2 separate regions of the Mus musculus genome follow, and region 1 is linked to region 2. Evidence: chromatin contacts called from public HiChIP or PLAC-seq data. All regions are on one chromosome and are shown on one strand. Each heading gives the region's core, a stretch centred on a gene start, on an enhancer-like site or on the middle of the called end of the contact. The rest is flanking DNA. Distances are from core to core; before and after follow the strand shown. Region 1 holds the start of Clec4d (C-type lectin domain family 4, member d). Region 2 holds the start of Usp18 (ubiquitin specific peptidase 18).

Region 1 (3,072 bases), core at 43-2,542, 2.0 Mb before region 2:
TCCCATCCCCAGGAATCCCCTACATGTTCCCACTTCCCTTTTCACGTTCTCTCCTTTGCTGCCTTGTCTCTGTAATCCACTCAGTCCACTAAGTGCTGTCTACTGGAATGTTGACTGATCTTGTTAGTTTAATCTTATGCCAAGTCTTGTGCAGGTGACAATAGCTACTAGGAGTTCATGGCTGCAATGGCCATGTCTTATCCAAAAGATGTATCAATAGCTTGCTTATAAGTAATATAATATAATTACTATAATAAAGCATTATTTCACAGTCTCACAGTGCAGATCCAGTAGCATCCTTTAAATCAATCGGGAAACCAGGGAGAGTCTCTGGCATACTATGAGCCTACATCTATATGTTCTATGTACTATTTTTCTCTCTTCTTGTCAAAGGAATCTTCCAAAGTATTTAATTCTCCTTTTCATTTTATCTCATTTCTTTTTAAAATATACTTTATCTCCCCTCTTGCTTCTATCTGATTTTAGGATCTCCTTTCCTTGGTCTTAGCATCTGTTACACAGCTTACCAGGAATCAGCCATGTCCTTTGTCTCCATCAAGGCCATCCTCATTGTGTTCTAATACCCCTCTTCTTAAATCTTTACACTGCCATCAATTCACATTTTAAAATTATAGTCATGAGTACTTAATCTAGTTAAATGTGAAAAGGGCTGAGCATGATCACATATCAACTAAAGACTCAGCCCTCAAAAGTTGGAAGAAAGGAGGTCAAGTCTGAGGCAATCCCAGGCTACACAGAAAATTCAAGACCAGCCTGTGCTACGTAACAAAACTTTATCTTGAAGAAGGAAGAGTTAAGAGAAAGAGGGGCGAAAGACAAGGAGGAAGAGGAGGACCATGGGAAGAAAGGAAGGGGAGAAGAGAAAGAAAGTAGGAGGGGGAAGTGGATGGGTGGATAAATGATTGATAGATAGGTAGATAAATAGATAGATAGATAGATAGATAGATAGATAGATAGATAGATAGACAGACAGACAGACAGATAGACAGATAGACAGATAAAGAGAGAGACTCACATTTCATTTGGGATTCTTCCAGCCACATTATGTGTGTCAAGAGATTCCAGTCTGCTTTTTACTTCTTGCCCAGAGTGTATATTTCCATCACAAGTATCTCTTCAGAAACATTTAAGATTGGACATCAATACATCTGTCTTATTCTGGTAAGATCAGTAAGTGTTCAGTACAAGAGAGCCAAGTGAAAAAGAATAAATCTTAAAAACAGAGTTTCCTCTAATGTACTAGAACACAGGGAGCAAAGAGGAAAAGGAAATTGAGAAAGCAACCCCAAAGCCAGTAAAAACTTCCAGAAGTGTGTCATGTAAGATTTCTCAATGTGTTTTTGCTACTCATATGTCATGTTTTCAAAGGTAGTTTGAGGTAAAATGAGGCTTAGAAAGTTCTCTAGCTCAATGAAATATGTCCAAAATAACAATGAACAAAGCTTTTAACATAGATTTTGTGCACATGGTGCATGTAAAGACATGAAATCCTTTGCTTTAGAACAGAGGAAGAAGTTGGTGAAGCCACTGATTAGATTTCAACATTTTCTCAGGTAAGTGAAAGTAGGCTTGTTACGGCAAAGGAAGAAAAGGTTGTATGATAGACACTATTGTGATCTCTGGTTCCACCTACAGGATTATTAAAGAATGGACATTTGTGTTCCTCCAAACTTTATTCGTTGAAGCCATAAACACTTCTGTTGGTGTTTAAAGGTGGAACCCAGGGAGGTCACTAGAGTTAGCTAAGTTCGTAAGTGGGGAGTCCTTATGATAAAACTACCATGCTTAGAACTCTGTCTCCTCTCACCCTCGTCTCATCTCTCTCCTCTTTCTTCTCTCTTCTCTCCTCTCTCCTCTCCCCTCTCCCTAGTCCCTTCTCTCCTCTACCCTCTCCTTACTCCTTCTCCTTTCCCCAACCCCTTCTAGAATACTGGGACACAGCAAGAGAGCAGCCTTCTCCAAGCTTAGAGAAGGGATCCCACCACAAAGAGACCTTGCACATATAGCCCCCATATATTCATGAGAATAAATATATACCATGCATCTATAGCACTGTTGTTGTGTCTGAACTCAATTATCATAAATACCCAGCAGCTTAGAAATGTTTCTTAAAGTCTATTGTACAGCATATAACACCTTTCCTGATTTTTTTTTTCCTTAGCGTCATAGGAGGCTTGGAGAAAGTAAGATCTGAGTTCTTATTGTGTATTATTCTTGTGTCAAAATTAGCAAAGTGATGGGCCTGTTGGCTAAATTCCATAATTTTCCTAGATAACAGACAGCAAGTTTATCAAGGGGGAAGCAGCAACAAAATCAGAAACAAAACTGAAAATCAGATTCTAAGCTAAGAAATCTTTACAAATGGTAAAAGGCAAAATGGACATCTTGATAGGTCTCCAAAAACAAATTTAACTTCAGTTAACAAAAATAATTTATTTCATTATGACAATGAAATATTTGATTATTATTTGAATGTATAAGGCTCACTATGGATTCACAATTATTCAGAGAATAAATAATTCATATGTCATAAAACATAAATAAATGTTATAGATGTCATCCGTTTTCAATGGATCTCATTCATCAAATAATTATGATTATGCACATTAAAATATGTATTATTTTCTTAAATGAAGACTACATACATATTTCCAGTATAGCTATATAGTGTTTTGTTTTTGTAAAATTAAATAACAGATACAAGAAATTATAAGGCAAGCGATTGTGGGCAGATGAGTCCATTCTGTACTCAGAACAGAAAAGGCCAACATGTGTAAGCCATTACACCTAATAACAGGAAGAGGAAAAAGCCAGGCACCCACACATAGTGAAGGTTCATAATGTACAACAAAAGGGAGTCAAATACATTCATCAGAAGAGTTAACAATGCAGGCTTTCCTCCAGAAGATAAATCCCCAATGTGGCCCTCTGGGTTGTGGCCTTGTGGTTTGGGAAATTGGCAATCAGTGACGCACATAACACGAGCCGGTCATGCATAAGCACATCATTGTGGAAGAGACAAAAACTGCTAAGTCATCTAAGAAATATTTG
Region 2 (2,880 bases), core at 326-2,825:
CAAACTCTACTCCCCCTGCCTCGTTCAGCCTTCCTAGGGCTAAAATCCCTGGGATTTCTAAAGGTATGAACTACTGCTCTGGGCGTTGCCTTCATTCTTAACAATCTGCTCGCCTCTTCTGAGCTATGGTGCTGTAACAGACAAAATCAGATCTCTCCAGAGGAAACCCAGACTAACACACTACTTGGGGCTCCTCTGGCCGGTGTGGGATGATATGCATTAGCCTGTCCTTAGACATGCCCTCAGCCTGGAGATGCTGATACACCTTTCATGTGCCCATTGGGGCTCTGGCCACAGCCCAGTCACATGATACACTCAATTGGGAGACAACGTGATTTTCTTCCTTATAAACATCATGTTGCGTAAAAGTGCCAAGACCATGAAGCACGGTTTTCCAGAGTGAAAAAAGAAGAAGAAAAAGAGAGAGAGAGAGCAAGCAAAAAGCTCTCTCTCTTTTTAAAGTCTTCTGCTAGTGCGTAGTGAGTCAGAAGGGAGCATACACCTCATCTGCTACGCCACTTTCTGCCCAGTTAGTTCTTATGAACAAAGGAGGTGACGGTATTCAAACACACAAAGGACACTTCACAGGAAACATTCTAAAAATGTTCTGAAATATTTGCCTCACTTTTTGAGTTAATTCTAAAGATATTAAGTATGAAGTTAAGTTGTAATTTTGAAACACCACAAACTTGGACTTCCAGGGGAGTTGGGGGAGGTTGTGTTTTTTTGTTTGTTTGGTTTTTGTTGTTGTTTTTTCTTAAAGGTATATTTAGCTTTCTTTACAGAAGATGGAAAAACAGGCCAGGGAACAGGTCTAAAGCACCCTGACTTATGATACTGGACAAAAATCTCTCCGGTTTCTCAGTCCGCTGGTTTCTATTTTAGGAGTTTCTCCTAACGTGTGACTGAGTATTTGCACAAGAGCATAAAAATGATATTTGTTGATAAAACGTCTATCCCAGGAAAAACAGGACCGAACCTAAATGTCCATGAATTATTTAACTAAATCCGCACTTCTCATACAACGCATCAGTTAAAATACTGGTCTAGAAAGGCACAGAACAAGAAGCAAGACACAGAGCAATGTTAAAGATATCCATTAGAAATGTTTCTGATAAAGTATACATAAAAATGATACTGAGTTGCAAATTAAGAGAAACAACTCTACACATCTGTCTGCATTGTTTGAATTTTTAACAAGCCACTTTGGTAATTACTTTTTTAAATTAAACATAAATCACGACTACAGTCTGAATAATATAAATGCTTGGGAAGCAAATCCATTGGCCCAGTATATACATGCCAAGAATACAGACCGCCACTATTTGCAGAACCCAAGGAAATTCCTAATCATCTGGAGATGTATAAGCAAAGTTCTGGCGGATAAAGGACACTTTCAAAGTTAGCCCCAAACTTGCCTCAAGCACGGAGTCAAGCCAAAGAGCGAAGACCGAGCAGCATCTGCAAAGGGCTACAGAAGAGGACGCGGCACCGCGGAGCAGAGCAGTCTTGCTGCCTCCCAGCCTCTCAGCTCAGGAGTGTCTGCTGTCCCCTAGGCACAGCCGCCCTGGCACTGCCGGCCAAGCCTTCTGCACGCCTGGCCACGCCCCCCTCACCGCCAAGCTTTCGTTTTCCCCTAGATCCAAAGGAAAGCGAAACTCAGGCACCGGGCGGGCGGGCGGAGCGGTTGTACGCGCCCCTACAGAACCCGCAGTCCAGTCGCCTACACCAGGACACGACAAGCCGGACCTGGCCCGGTAACTCCTGGATACGCTCTCTTTTTTCATCTGCAATGTTAAGATTGGAAATACTCCCAGTTGCTGTACCTTCTGCTCTGAAAGCCAGCAGCAGATAACTCCCTTGCTGAGGCTGTCCCCAGGGGGTAAGGAGACAGCGATAACATTTACTTCATCTCTGTTAATTGCCAGGCTTATCCTTAAACACTGAAGATAAGTTTATCTGCACAATGTTCTTTTGTGCCTCTACGTTTAACCCCAATTCTATAGGATAAAATGTTTTTATTTTATCAAAGAGGTTATGACTAACTCAGGACGACAAATGGCTAAGTGCTGAAAGCAACATTCTAACGGGACCTCTGACCAGTCCCACCATTTGTGGAAAATAGCAGACCATTGCAGTTAGCACACGAGGTGGCCATGAAGGTACAGCTCTGCGAGGAACAAATACAGTCTAAGCCGAGCCGGGTTTGGAGGCTCTGGGATGTACATACATGAAATGCTTGCTAGCTCTTTACAGATGTATCTTGTATATGAGGCTATAAGTTGAGGGAGAGGGGGATCTGTTAGCTGCTGGGCTAGTCAGAATGAGGTTTCCCCATGCGCTTGTTCTGAGAGGGGTCCTCCACTCCCTACCCCCAGCACTGGACAAAGATGACAGAGAGATACATACCCCTAATCGAAAGCTACCAGGACTTTATGAAATCTGGAAGAGTCTATATTCTGTTTTGCTATTGTAGTTCAACGTAAGATATACAAATATGTCTGCCTGCCTATAGTGTGTGTGTGTGTGTGTGTGTGTGTGTGTGTGTGTGTGTGTGTGTGTGTGTGTGTGTGAAGCATGAGTTATACACAGCTGTTGAAAATAAACCAAGATGTCCATGTTTGGAAATAGAAAGTGGGGTATGGCCCTCAGGGTAAAACAAAGTCTCTTGATCAGTGGTTGAGGTAGACAATGTGGCATCTGCACATATCATGGACAAATACATTAAGTCTCCAATACATTTGCAAATCAATCAATTATGTGACCAGCTTCTTCCTCTTCTTCTTCTTCTTCTTCTTCTTCTTCTTCTTCTCCTTCTTCTTCTTCTTCTATCTGTTTGGTTGTATCCAAAAACAGGAACATCAAAAACTGGTGGGGGGG

Evidence for each region. HiChIP or PLAC-seq counts read pairs in DNA pulled down with a chosen protein or histone mark.
Region 1: an H3K27ac HiChIP or PLAC-seq map of bone marrow-derived dendritic cells shows a contact between it and region 2, with 5 times the contacts expected there. The contact joins the promoter of Clec4d here to the promoter of Usp18 in region 2. A contact is called at or near these places in 1 of 39 promoter capture datasets (hippocampal neurons) and 1 of 115 datasets of contacts at active chromatin or transcription factors (bone marrow-derived dendritic cells).

The regions. Positions count from the first base shown.
Region 1 is chr6:123,260,327-123,263,398 of GRCm38.p6, reverse strand. Clec4d (C-type lectin domain family 4, member d) reads right to left here and starts at 1,292. Exons shown (of 6, transcript NM_010819.4): 1 at 1,037-1,292. The coding sequence starts at 1,064.
Region 2 is chr6:121,244,601-121,247,480 of GRCm38.p6, reverse strand. It overlaps Usp18 (ubiquitin specific peptidase 18), which reads right to left and starts at 1,575. Exons shown (of 11, transcript NM_011909.2): 1 at 1,419-1,575.